2 separate regions of the Sus scrofa genome follow, and region 1 is linked to region 2. A link is a contact called in public HiChIP or PLAC-seq data. All regions are on one chromosome and are shown on one strand. The core of a region is the stretch at or near the end of the contact, and the rest is flanking DNA. Distances in the headings are between cores, read along the strand shown. Region 1 holds the start of MRPL16 (mitochondrial ribosomal protein L16). Region 2 has its middle 43 kb from the start of TCN1.

Region 1 (6,781 bases), core at 2,055-4,554, 100 kb before region 2:
CAACTGGTGGCAGTTCTAATAAAACCTGTGGAGGAAGAGACTAAGATGAACTCAATGAGTCTTTTTTTAATCCCTGGTTTCAATCCTGTAGCCGCCTGACCCTGAACTCACCAAGATTGCAAAGCGGCCTTCTGTGAACTCAGTGGCTTCAGTGGAAGGTCCCCGTATGTCACTCAGGTTTTTACGTTCTCTTCTCACTTTCGGCACAAGTGGTACCCTTTCAACAAATCTAAGCTTCGGCTTTTCAGGAATGGCAACATCTAAAAGGAGAATAGACCAAGAATAAGTCAAACTACACATCTCGCGGGATTCATTTTCTTCCTAGAAGATGGATGACAATCAGGTCAAAGTCTTAAAGTTACCATTCAGCAATTCCAAAAATGTGTCAGATTATCTTGTGGACTCTTTCACTGACACTGGAATCTTTTGGCTATGACAGTGGTAGATGCAAACATTTTTGAGCCTTGTAAGATAGCAAAGTTTTAATCTTCAAACAAAAACTCTTTTATTAAATGCCTCCTCTGTGCCTGATGCTAAAAAAAGGAAGGAATAGAGATATGAGACTCACAAAATAACATTAGGTAACTTTTTTTTTTTTTTTGGTGACTGTACAAAGTGCTGGAATGAGCTGCTTTATGTGCATTATCTCATCTAATCTTTAAAACAACTTTAGAACCTTGGTACTATTTTAGGACTTCCTTTTTAATTAAAAAAATTGTTAATTATCACAAAATGACCACCGTTAAACACACCCACATAATTTAGCCAGATCAAGAAACATTAGGCAGGTAGTATTTTTTTTTTAAATGGCTGCACCCATGGTATATGGAAGTTCCGGGCCAGGGACTGAATCTGAGCTGCAGCTGTGGCAATGCCAGATCTTTTGACCCACTGTGCTGGGCCAGGGATGGAACCCACACTTCCATAGTGATCCAAGCCACTGCAGTTGGATTCTTAACCCACCATGCCACAGTGGGAACTCCAGGCAGATAGTATTTTTATTTTTATTTTATTTATTTGCTTTTTAGGGCCGCACCCATGGCACATGGAGTTTCCTAGGCTAGGGGTTGAATTGGAGCTACAGCTGCTGGCCTACACCACAGCCACAGGAATGAGAGATGTGAGCTGCATCTGTCACCTATACCACAGCTCATAGCAATGCCAGATTCTTAACCCACTGAGCAAGGCCAGGGATTCCCTGTGTCCTCATGGATGCTAGTAAGATTCGGTTCCGTGAATCACGATGGGAACTCTTGGCAGGTAGTATTTTTAATCTCCATCTTATAAAAGTGGAACTTCAGGCTGAGAGAAGTTTAGTAATTTGGTCTGGGCCATCCAGTTAAAACAGCAGGGCCAGACAGTACAAGACTTAAGAAAAAAAACTATCACACTGCCTCTTTGAATATCATGGAGGTAGAGGAAAGAACACTCCTACTGTACATGAAAATAATCTAAGTTCTCCAGTTCTGCCACATTCTTACCAGGAATGTCCAACCTAGTACTCAATCAGTGCTTTTTCCCTTATATATTCAGAGGCTTTTCATGTTGAGACCTGCACGATATGCAGCAGCTGGGTAAAGGCAGGTGGGCTGAAAGGTAGGCCAGACATGCTCTGTCTTTATCATGTCTGGCAATTTGACAATACGGAAAAAAAAAGGTAACTTGTAAGTCATTTAAAGCATTGCTATAGTAAACAATCATGGCTCTTTGATGGAGTCAAGTATAAAACAAGAGACCTTAAAGCTACAGAAACTGCACCTGTTACTTCTATATGAGAGCTACAGAGAACTTAGTAATGCTTTCCCCTGCCTCCAAGCTCATATGTACTCCAGTGCTTGTAGTAGTTTCACAATTATATGTAGAAGATAAGGCCCTCAGAGAACCAGGCTCCTTTCATTTTCTTGAGATTTCCTATATTTAAAAAAACAAAAACAAAAACAAAAAAACCTAAACCCCCCAGAGTTTCCACAGTGGCAATGGTGGGTTAAAGATCCACTCTGTGGCAGTGCAGGTTTGCTCCCAGCACAGTGGGCTAAGGATTAACTGCAGCTCAGATTCAGTCTTTTGCCAGGGGAACCTCTATATGCCATGGGTGCAGCCGAGAGAGAAAAAGAGGAAAGAAAAGAAAGAGAAAGAGTCAGATTTACCAAATGGGGGCTTACCTTAACTGTTATATTAACAATTGCCTTTTTTTTTTTTTTAAACAAATGCTTTTCTTTTAATGCTGTTAATGAATGCATATATGTAACCTCATTTGGAAAAAAAACGTAAGTCTAAATTTGAAGCCAATTAGCTCTAGCTGAGAGGTAGGCTGTGGGCCACTCACCAGTAAAATACTATTGGGGAGAAATTCCATTAAACATTTGCTCCTTAAAAGCAGGGGCCTTTGCGGGGTGGGGGTGGGGGGTCTCTTTTGTTCTAGAAGCGTTTAGAACACTCCTGGAATGTAGCAGGCTCTTAATACATATTTACTGAATTGGTGACTGGGAGAAGGGGCACAAGAACACTATTTTTTTTTTTTTTTTGGCCACACCCACAGTATGTGGAAATTCGTGGGCCAGAGATCGAACCTGTGCCACAGCTGTAACCAGAGCCACAGCAGTGACAATGCCGGATCCTTAACCCGCTGAACCACGAGAGAACTCTGAACACTCCCTTTCTTCACCTACCCTCAGCTGGGTTCCATCACTAAAAAGGCTTACGAACTTGAAAACAGATAAGCTCTCACCTTCAAAAGTTGGCACCGGGAGCAGCGTCTTGAAGCCAGCAGTGGCGGACGGGGCTGCCCAAGAATCTACAACGACAGATCAAGTTAAATGACCAAGGCCACAAAGCCAGGGCCCGGTACACTCTGGGTCAAAGATGCTTCGGACTGGGGTGTCTCGTGGGTTTGGGACGCGGATTCCATTAAAGTGGCTCACAGGCTCTGGTCCCCCAAAAGAGAACAACTGGGGACGCTGGGCGCCAACTCCAGGTTGCGCGAAGGCTGGGACCATTTTGCAAGAATCTTAGGCGAGAGAGGCGGCAGTGCCCTCCCGGTGCTCCAGTGCGTGAAAAGTCTTTGTACGAGAATACACGAATGGGGCGGAGGGTGCGGGCGGGAGGCAAGGCCTAGAGGGACCACGGGACTTCTGACCTGACAAAGGCGCTCGCAAGAGGGGCGCGCAGGCGCGAGCCAGCAGCCGCCACATGATAACACGCGTGCGACCACGCCAAGCTCCCCACGGCGACCGCGGCGCTCACTTCGACCCAGGGAACCAGAGCGGCGTTCTGCAACCGCGCCGGAAACGGCTCTGGCCGGAAGTTGCGTTCGCACCGGTCCACCCAGCAGAGAGTCCCGGGTGGAAACGGACGAAGATAGAGACTCTGGCCTTGGGTTCCGGCCTGGTGACTGGGGTCACGCCCGGGCTATCTCGGCTCTCCATCCAGTCAGGGGTCTCTCCCCAGATGGAGGCGGCAGGGTGGCGAGTTTCCTCCGCGGGGTATTAGCTGAGAAAGCAGGAGTTCAAATGGCAGACTGAACAGTTCACTACCTTCCGCCACTTCTCTACCCGCAACCGTAACCTAGAAAATACCGTCATCATTGCCTTCACATTTACTGGGCGCTTGCAGTGTTTACGGCACCGACTACCTCATTCTTGCTTTCAGGCCTCCCAACAAATCCGTGCGCTAAGTCATTACATCCACTTGGCAGATTCCATCCCGAGGGTCAAAGAATTTAACTTTCTCAGGGTCACACAGCAGGAAAACCGTACAATCAGAATTTGAGCACAGGCTTGTGACTCTAGAGACCCCAGTGAATGGACAATGTTACAACTCGATATCGAGTGGAAATGTAAAAAGGTATGATTATTCTGGGAGAATGTTGGGGAAATCATTTTTATGGGCCTGAAGCTTTTTAACATTTAGAATAAAAGAGGCTCTTTCCCCAAGCGTTTAGGACACAAATGGGATTACCAACTGAGGCTGAGGTCTCTTGTAGTTAAATCAAGCTAAATCTGTGCGTGGTCTTTGTCCAGGGATTAATTTCATAAATGGCAGCAAATAAAGCCTGTCATCTTGCAAAGCTACTGGGAGAACTCTCCCTGTCTAGTTTTTTGCGCTTCTTGATTATTTACACACTGAATCTGTATCAGAAGAGTAACTGGATTTTATTATAGCCAATTATTTTCTATACCAGAAGCAGTTCTCTAAGGGTTAAACTGCCTCTTCTTCCTCAGCCTGTGTCAGATTCTGGGTAGCTCTTCTGTGTTCCTCCTCCCTTCCACCAAAGGTGGGAGATTCAGATGTGCTCAGCTATTTAAAAATCTCAAAGTGAATACTGTATAATAGTGTTTGGGATGGGGAGTAAAACTGTAGTATAATTAATTTTTGGTCTCTAATTCTTTTGGTGCCCTAAAATTTCTCCCTCATTGTTTATTTTAAAAGAACTAAAAATTAACTCTGAGTTCTACATTTAAATAGTAACTATAATTTCTATTTTTTTTCCTTATAAGAGTTAAGTACAGTGGAGGATACAAATCTGAAAAACCAGTGATCCTGTTCTTTATGAATTCATGTAGATATGGTATGTTGAGTTACAAATATCTACTGTTGAGATATGAGAAATATAAATAAAGGATTGTGAGAAATTGAAGGAGGGACCTGAGGTCTTCCCTGATCATGGAAAAAGGGGTTTCCCTCCTGTGATTTCTTACAGAGCTTTATTTACACTTCTCTTCTGATAGTTCAGTGTTAGTTATTTGTGGAAAGCTGAAGTTGAGGGATTAAATGATTTGCTATAGAGCTGGTATGATGCAAAGTAGGGATAAGAACCTTGATGAAATTAACTTTTATCAGAATGAGTTTGCTAACACCTCCCAAAATATAGTCTTCAGACTTTTCTGAGGACTTTGTGAAAAATATCTGGTATTTGTCTTTCTGTTTCTTATGTCACTTAGTATGAGAATCTCTAGTTGCACCCATGTTGCTGCAAATGGCATGATTTTATACTTTTTTATGGCTGTGTAGTATTCCATTGTATATATGTTCCATATCCATTCATCTCTCTTTTTTTTTTTAATTTTTATTTATTTTTTTTTGTCTTTTTGCCTTTTCTAGGGCCTCACCCGAGGCATATGGAGGTTCCCAGGCTAGGGGTCTAAGCGGAGCTGTAGCTGCTGGCCTCCACCAGAGCCACAGCAACACCAGATCCAAGCCGTGTTTGCAACCTACACCACAGCTCAGGGCAACGCCAGATCCTTAGCCCACTGAGCAAGGCCAGGGATCGAACCCGCAACCTCATGGTTCCTAGTCAGATTCGTTAACCACTGAGCCACGACGGGAACTCCCCCATTCATCTCTTGATGGACATTTAGGTTGTTTCCATGTCTTGGCTATTGTGAATAGTCCTGCAATGAACATAAGGTGCATGTATCTTTTGAATTAGAGTTTTGTCTGGATATATGCCCAGGAGTGGGATTGCTGGATTATATGGTAGTTCTATATTTAGTTTTCAGAGGCACCTCCATACTGATTTCCATAGCAGTTGTACCAATTTGCACTCTCACCAACAGTGTAGGAGGGTTCCCTTCTCTACACACCCAGTCCAGCATTTCTTATTTGTAGACTTATCAATGATGGCCATTTTGACTTGTGTAAGAAAAGAATGTATATATATATACATGCATACATACATACATACATATGTATGATTGGGTCACTTTGTTGTGCAACAGAAATTGTCATAACATTATAAATCAACTATAACAAAAAGGTAAATATCTTGTTCCTATTTTAGAAGAAACTCTAAAGGTGGGGTTCAGGAATTCCTCTTGTGAACTAGCCCCATGGGTGATGCTAATGCCTAATCAAGTTTGGCAATCGGTTCTCTGTGAGTAATTTGAAAATTTAAAAGTAGGGTATAGTTACAAGGCATTGTCTCTGAATTATCCAGGCCTATATCCATTGGGACTTATTTTTTTCCATCCATTTAAAAGTTATCTCGCATCTCAGTTTTTAATCTTCTCATTTTAAAATCAAGAGATAGCAGAAACCTGTAGCCAAGTCCCAGATATGATTGTTGACTTAAATGGCACACACACACACGTATGTATATGTGTGTATGCACTCTCATTTTAATAAAAAGATTGTGTTTTTTATCAGATTCTAATCACAATATCATAATGTAATAAATGACCATTCAATCTCCTCACTTCAGGAAGCACACAGGACCTTCTCACAGGGCTAGTTAACATTAACTTTTAAAAAAAAATCAACCTAGCTTCCATATAGTGTAGAGCATTTTTTTTTTTGTCTTTTTAGGGCCACACCTGTGGCATATGGGAGTTCCCAGGCTAGGGGTTGAATTGGAGCTATAGCTGCTGGCCTACATCATAGCCACAGCAACGCCAGATCCAAGCTGCATCTGTGACCTACACCACAGCTGATGGCAATGCCGGATCCTTAACCCACTGAGCAAGGCCAGGAATTGAACCTGCAACCTCATGGTTCCTAGTCGGGTTTGCTTCCACTGCGCCACAACAGGAACTCCATAAAGGGCAATGGTACCATAGTTTTTTTCCATAACGGAAAATGGTGTACTCTAATACAATAATAATGATGAACACATTGAAGTGAAAATCCCTGCTACTTAGAAAGGGCTTTCAAATACCCATGACTATCCTTTTAGAATACTTTATTATTTTTTTAGCTGCACCATAGCATTTGACATTCCTGGGCCAGCAGCAGACTTGTGCCGCAGCACCTACCAGAGCCACATCAGTGACAATGCCAGATCCTT
Region 2 (6,741 bases), core at 3,640-6,139:
AGAATATTTCTGGTATGACATCACTGGTGAAGTTTTAAAAATATGCAGGCGGGCTGTATTTGCACAGTGAATGCTATCTCTATGAGTATTTAGTGAAAGTGTACAACCATGTGTGGAAATGTTGGTTATTACCTCGGCGGATGGAAGGACAATGGCATTAAATAGGGGCACATGGGGCGGGTGGAGGTGGCCACTGTAATTTTTTTGGTGAGGTCAGGCTGTGGTGTGCAGCAGCTTGATGTAGATCTCAGTTCCCAGACCAGGGCTTGAACCCGGGCTGTAATGGTGAAAGCAACAAATCCTAAACACTAGACCACCAAGGAACTCTCTCCACTATAATGTTTTATTTCTCAGATATATCTGAAACAAACACATAAAGTGTTAAAATCTGGTGGGGCTATGAATGTTCTATCCTTCAATTTTCCAGTTGTTTGAAATATTCTTTTTTTCTTATAACTGACGTCTTGGGTATAGAGCCTGAATTACATTGACTTGTATAAGTCTGCACTTTTTACAAAGGGTTTTTTTTTTTTTTTTTAAACCAAATTCCTTTTCCAAATAAGAGAACAAAGCCTAAGAGGTGGAATTGTCAATGTTTGCTTTGCTAGCAGGAAGCAAAACCAGAACCTAATGGAGTCTTTTATGTTCTAATCTCCCATGGATGTTCTTGGCAAATGTAGGGAGAACTGGTCTATTGTTTAGCAGTTTTCTGCATTGTGGACAAGTCATGTTTTCAATTCAATGGAAACATAATCCCTTGCTGTTAATAACTATTAAAGCTTTCTTAAAGGAATTAAACTGTGGTGGAAATACACACCATTGGGTCAATAAGGAGATAAGAGTACAAAGCCTGACCACATAGCAGGCCTATGGCTTTTGGAAACATCGATAGTAGAACATTTATTTACCTTTCTCCAAGGTCAACAGAAAGAGGTTAATCTTCATTCTTACATTCTAGGAACAAGACAAATTGGTGGTGGTGGGGGGGGCTAAGTTTTCAATTTCTTATTTGACAACACTTTCTATCAATTGATCTCTGAAGTTAATTAGCCCAGAATTCACGTTGGAGGGTGGGATTCCACCAAGGTTACTTCCATAGCAGTCTAGGCTGGTCCTATAGGTCTTAGTCCCCTTAGACTTGCCCTCCTGGAAGGATAAAAGCCTTCATGTTTGTTACATCTTCTCCTAGTGCCCCGGAGGGAGATAGATGCATAATAACCAAATCTTTCTGGAAGACTCACCTTCAACCTGAAATAGTGACTTCAAGTGCATAATCCAAGAACCTTATCCATCAAAAGCTTTGTGGCATCCATAAATTGATTCCACAGAAGCCCTTATAAGTCGGTCGATCCATGTATGACACTGTATCAGGAATTTCAAAGATCCCTGAGAAGAATCAGGTCCATGACGACTGAAAGCAGCTGTTAAATTGTATGGGACCTGCATACACTTTTTAGTCCTAGACTTGTCATAAAAATGTTCCTTTGCAGAGGCTGAGTGAGTGCTGTAGAAGTTTTCCCTTGGTAGATAACTGTTAGCACCTGAGCATGGGTCCAGGCCTAAAATCAAGCAAGGCTTCCTAAACCTTCACCTTCTATTTCCTGAATGGTCTATTCTGGGAGTGTCGCCAAGATTAAGGCCTCTCTGTGGTTAAGGAGGCTGGTTCTCCTTAGTCCCTTAATTTTTACTAGTTCTGGGCTATTGTCAAAGAGGTGAGAAATATTGGACTGTTGGTAACTTGTACAGTAGGACCTTGTTGGTTATCTATTTTACATGTAGAGTGTATATGTTTACTCCCCACCTCCTAATTTATCCGTCCCCCACCCTTTCCCTTTTGGTAACCATAAATTTCTTATCTATGTCTCTGAGTCTCTGTTTTGGAAATATGTTCAGTTGTATCTTGTTTTTTAGATTCCATATATAAGTAATATTATATCTTTCTCTGACTTCACTTACGGTAATCTCTAGGTCCATCCACATTGCTGCAAATGGCAATATTTCATTCTTTTTTATGGCTGAGTAATATTCCATTATATATATATGGAATATATAAAAAAATACGTATATCTCACACCCTATTTATCCACTCATCTGTTGAGAGACATTTAGGTTGCTTCCATGTCTTGGCCATTGTAAATAGTGCAGGGTGCACGTATCTTTTTCTTTTTCTTTTTCTTTTCTTTTTTTTTTTTTTTTTTGGCTGCACCTATGGTATTTAGAAGTTCCCAGGCTAGGGATCACTTTGTGCCACAGCAGTGACAACGCTGGATCCTTAACTGCCGCACCATATGGGAACTCCTGTGTTTCTTTTTTTAATAACTAATTTATACAAACTTGTCCCCATTTAATATATACAACTTGATGAGTTTAGAGATAAATATACATTCATGAAACTGCAATCTATACCGTAAGCATATCCACCCACCCTCTTTAGTTATTGCTTTTTGTGATAAGAACATATAAGATCTGCCCTCTTAGCCAACTTTTAAGTATATGATGTGGTATTTTTGTTTTTGTTTTTTTAGGGCTATGTTCATGGCATATGGAATTTCTCAGGCTAGGGGACAAATTGGAGCTGTAGCCACTGGTCTATGCCACAGCCATGCCAGATCCAAGCCGCATTTGTGACCTACACCACATCTCATGGCAATGCCAGATCCTTAACCCACTGAGCGAGGCAAGGGATCGAACCTGCAACCTCATGGTTCCTAGTTAGGTTCATCAACCACTGCGCCATGCCGGGAACTCCTAGATTCCTCACATAAGTGGTGTCATACAGAATTTGTATCTGTGTCTGGCTTATTTCACGTGGCATTATATTCCTCAAGTTCATCTATATTGTCACAAATGTCAGGATTTCCTTCTTTTAAAAGACTGAGTAATTGTATATAATTTTCTTTATCCATTCATCCATCAGTGGGCTCTTAGGTTGCCCTGAGGTCTTGCCTATTGTAAATAATGCTGACCCTAATTTCAATTCCTCTTGAGATAACACACACACAGAGGTAACATTGGTGGCTTACCTTGTGGTTTTTTTGAGGAACATCCATACCGTTTTCCACAGCATCTGCATGATTTTACCACCAACAGTGTACAAAGGTTCCCTTTTCTCCACATTTTTACTGACGTCTCTTGTATTCTGTTGATAAAATTTTGTTGCCTTTTGTTTAGCCATCCTAACTGATGTGAGATGATATCTCATTGTGGTTTTGATTTGTAATTCCCTGATAAGTGAGGCTGCTTATCTTTTCATATATCTCTTGGCCATGTGGATGTTTTCTTTGGAGAAATGTCTATTAAGTTCTTTCACCCATTTTAAATTGGGTTATCACTATTGTTATTGCTGTTGATTTGTATGAATTCCTTAATATGTTTTGAAAATTAACCATTTTTTAGATAGGTGGTTCGAAACTTGTTTTCCCATTCTGTAGATTCTTTCCCCATATAGACTATCACATTCCCACTAACAGTGTAAGAGGGTTACATAAATGCTAGAGAGGGAGCAGGGAAAGGGGAACCCTCTTACACTGTTAGTGGGAATGTAAATTACATTATTAGGTTCCCTGTGTGCCCACTTTCTGAAGAGTTTTTGTCATAAGTAGAAAAAGTCCAAAGCTTTTTCTACATCTATTGAGATGATCATATTTTTTTCTTCAGTTTGTTAATGTGGTGTATCACACTGATTCGTGGATAATGAAAAATCCTTGCACCCCTGGATAAATCCCACTTGCTCATAGTGTATGATCCTTCTGCTGTGTCATTGGATTCAGTTGCAATATTTTGTTGAAGGTTTTTGCATCTATGTTCAATCATCAGTGATACTGGCCTGTAAATTTTCTTTTTTTTTTTTTTCTGGTATCTTTGTCTAGTTTTGGTATGGGGTAATGTTGACGTCATAGAAGGAGTTTGGAAGTATTCCTTCCTCTTCAATTTTTTGGAATAGTTTCAGGATAGGTATTAACTCTTAATGTTTGAAGAATGTGCCTGTGTAGCCATCAGGTCTTGGACTTTTTTTGGGAGTTTTTAAATCATGTTTAATTTCAGTACTGTAATTATAGCTTCAGGTCTTATATTTAAATCTTTATTTCGTTTTCAATTAATTTTTGTGTATGGTGTATGATGGGACTCCAGTTTTATTCTTTTTTTTTTTTTTTTTTTTTGTTGGTCTTTTTGCCTTTTCTAGGGCCGCTCCTGTGGCACATGGAGGTTCCCAGGCTAGGGGTCTAATCGGAGCTGTGGTTGCCAGCCTACGCCAGAGCCACAGCAACGCAGGACCCGAGCCATGTCTGCAACCTACACCACAGCTCACGGCAATGCCGGATCCTTAACCCACTGAGCAAGGCAGGGACCGAACCCGCAAACTCATCGTTCCTAGTCGGATTTGAGCCATGATGGGAATTCCCCCAGTTTTATTCTTTTGCATGTGGATTTCCAGTTATCTCAATGCCATGTAAGTCCTAGAGAGCTACTGTACACCACGGTGCCTAGAGGAAACAATACTTCATTTTGCTGAAAGAATAGATCTTAGGCTAATTGTTCTTATCATACCCACAAAAATAAGAGAATGGGAGGAAAAATTATGTGCAAAGCTGTTTTTTAGATACTATTAAGAGAAAGATAATATGTATTCTTGTATTTAAACATTAATTTTTTAAAAAAGTTTTTGGTTCACAGCAAAATTGAGAGGAAGGTGCAGGAATTTCCCATATACCTTCTGCCCCGACAAAGGCACAGCCTCTCCATCATCAACTCCCCCAGCAAAGTGGCACATTTGTTGTGACTGTTGTGTCAATGTAGATTCATCATACGTGCCCAAAGTCCATAGTTTACCTTAATGTTCACTCTTGCTCTGCATTCTGTGGATTTGGACAAATGTGTCATGACCTGTACCCACCATTAAAGTATTACACAAAATAGTTTCACTTCCCTAAAAATCCTCTGTGCCGAGCCTATTCCTCCCTTCTGACTCAATGGTAAAAGTTCTGGCCTTAATTATGGCCCGGGGACATTATGTATCCTGCTCGGGGAAGAGGGCTTGGGAATGCTGGCACTCAGTTCCTGTTATAATACTCCACTCACCTCAACCTTCCCCCTCCCTCACTTCCTTCCTTCAAGTTTATTGAATTGTAGTTGACTCTCAGTGTTGTGATAATTTCTGCTGTACAAAGTGATTCAGTTATACGTATACACATATCCATGTATTTATTTTAAAAAATTTATTGAAATGTTTACAATGTTGTGTTAGTTTTTGTTGTACAAATGATTCATTATATATATACTTTTTTTCATAGCCTTTTCCTCCATAAGATTTATCATAGAATATTGAATATAGTTCCCCTGTACTATGCAGTAGGACTTTGTTGTTTATCCATTCTATATATATACTAGTTTGCACCTGCGAATCCCAGACTCCCAAACCATCTCTCCCCCTTCTCCCCTCCTCCTTGACAACCACTAGTCTGTTCTGTCTGTCTGTCCTCACTCTACTTTAGCTACTGAGCTCCTTGCCATTATTGAATAGGCCAGGTATGCTCTGCCTTCAGACTATTGTGCCTTAATGTTCCATCTGCCTGGAATTCTCACTGCCCCCTATTCTTCTATGGCTGGCTCATGTGACAACTTCAGATCTATGCTTAAAAGTCACTTTCTCAGAGAGGCCTTCCTTGACTGAGGAAATTATTTAAAATTTTACCCCATGTACAGCTCTAAATCTTTCATAGTGTTTATCACCATCTAATATGATCTATCTTTTGCTTATTTTTTATTGTCTGTATCCCTTCATTACAGTATTAACCCTCTTGAGATTATCCACCCCCCCACTTCTGTATCTCCAGTGGTAAGAACAGAGATGTGTAAGATATTTCATTCATTCTAACAAGCACTTTTTTTTCTGTATAATAAGACTCATCCAAATTTTAGAGGCTTTATTACCAATGGCATTGCAATTGGCCAATGGACAGGTGTGGTGTAGCTGTGATCACTTGTGCATGAATTTAGTTGAAATTTTTGTTGACATCCCCTGGTAAGATCAAAGAGGGTCAGCCTGGAAATTTGAGACATGGGGGTTGCCAATTGGAAGGCAATTCTAGAGATGAGAATGAGCACCCTTTTAAGAGATATTTGCATTATCGATGCTTGTGATGTCTCAAAGGATGATAAGTATGTGGGAAAACGTGATCTTTGTTGATTGAATCAAGAAGTAATTTACAACAGTTAGACTCATTATGATAATGTTTTATTATTACTTTAACCTGGTATCTTTTTTACCTTTGCTTTTGTATGCAGCATAAGAGTGATATGATTAAAAATGTCCACACAAACTCTTATAACTCTTATAATGTGCATAGATTAAGATTATTAAAATTAAGTGATGAAATGTGTCAGATATATCATTAGTCTTATTGGTCCATAAAATAATGGTGTATCTAAAGTTGTAGGACTCTTAAGTTTCAAGGAAAAATTGAAACAGATGTTCAATTTTGTAAAATGAGTAAAGAAAATTTCACCCCGTCTTGTTTGTTTTTCCTCCAAAAGCCTCTCATGGCTCCTTCTAAACTATTAAACAGTGCCATCTGCAGGGAGTGCAGCTTATGACATGGAGTTTGGTAAGTCCCCAGACAAGTCAGTATTTGTTTTCCTTCCCCAGGTGTGGCTGCATGTTCTTGTCTATTTGGGAGGGGGCGGGGAAGAGTCCTAGTCTATGGTGAGGAAGAATTAAGATCTAGGTATAGGGAGTTCCTG

Evidence for each region. HiChIP or PLAC-seq counts read pairs in DNA pulled down with a chosen protein or histone mark.
Region 1: a contact with region 2 is called in an H3K27ac HiChIP or PLAC-seq map of alveolar macrophages, with 4 times the contacts expected there. The contact joins the promoter of MRPL16 here to the enhancer-like site in region 2.

What each region holds. Positions count from the first base shown.
Region 1 is chr2:11,686,034-11,692,814 of Sscrofa11.1, reverse strand. It overlaps MRPL16 (mitochondrial ribosomal protein L16), which reads right to left and starts at 3,304. Exons shown (of 4, transcript NM_001244967.1): 1 at 3,137-3,304; 2 at 2,729-2,794; 3 at 112-260. The coding sequence starts at 3,191.
Region 2 is chr2:11,586,654-11,593,394 of Sscrofa11.1, reverse strand. It overlaps a transcript of LOC102158414 not described here. Among named protein-coding and RNA genes, the nearest start is that of TCN1, 43 kb to the left of the region's middle. Within about 2 kb of position 4,889, at least 1 of the 83 cell types and tissues checked has an H3K27ac peak or open chromatin away from gene starts, as enhancers often do. A contact at or near this core is called in alveolar macrophages, where this site is marked.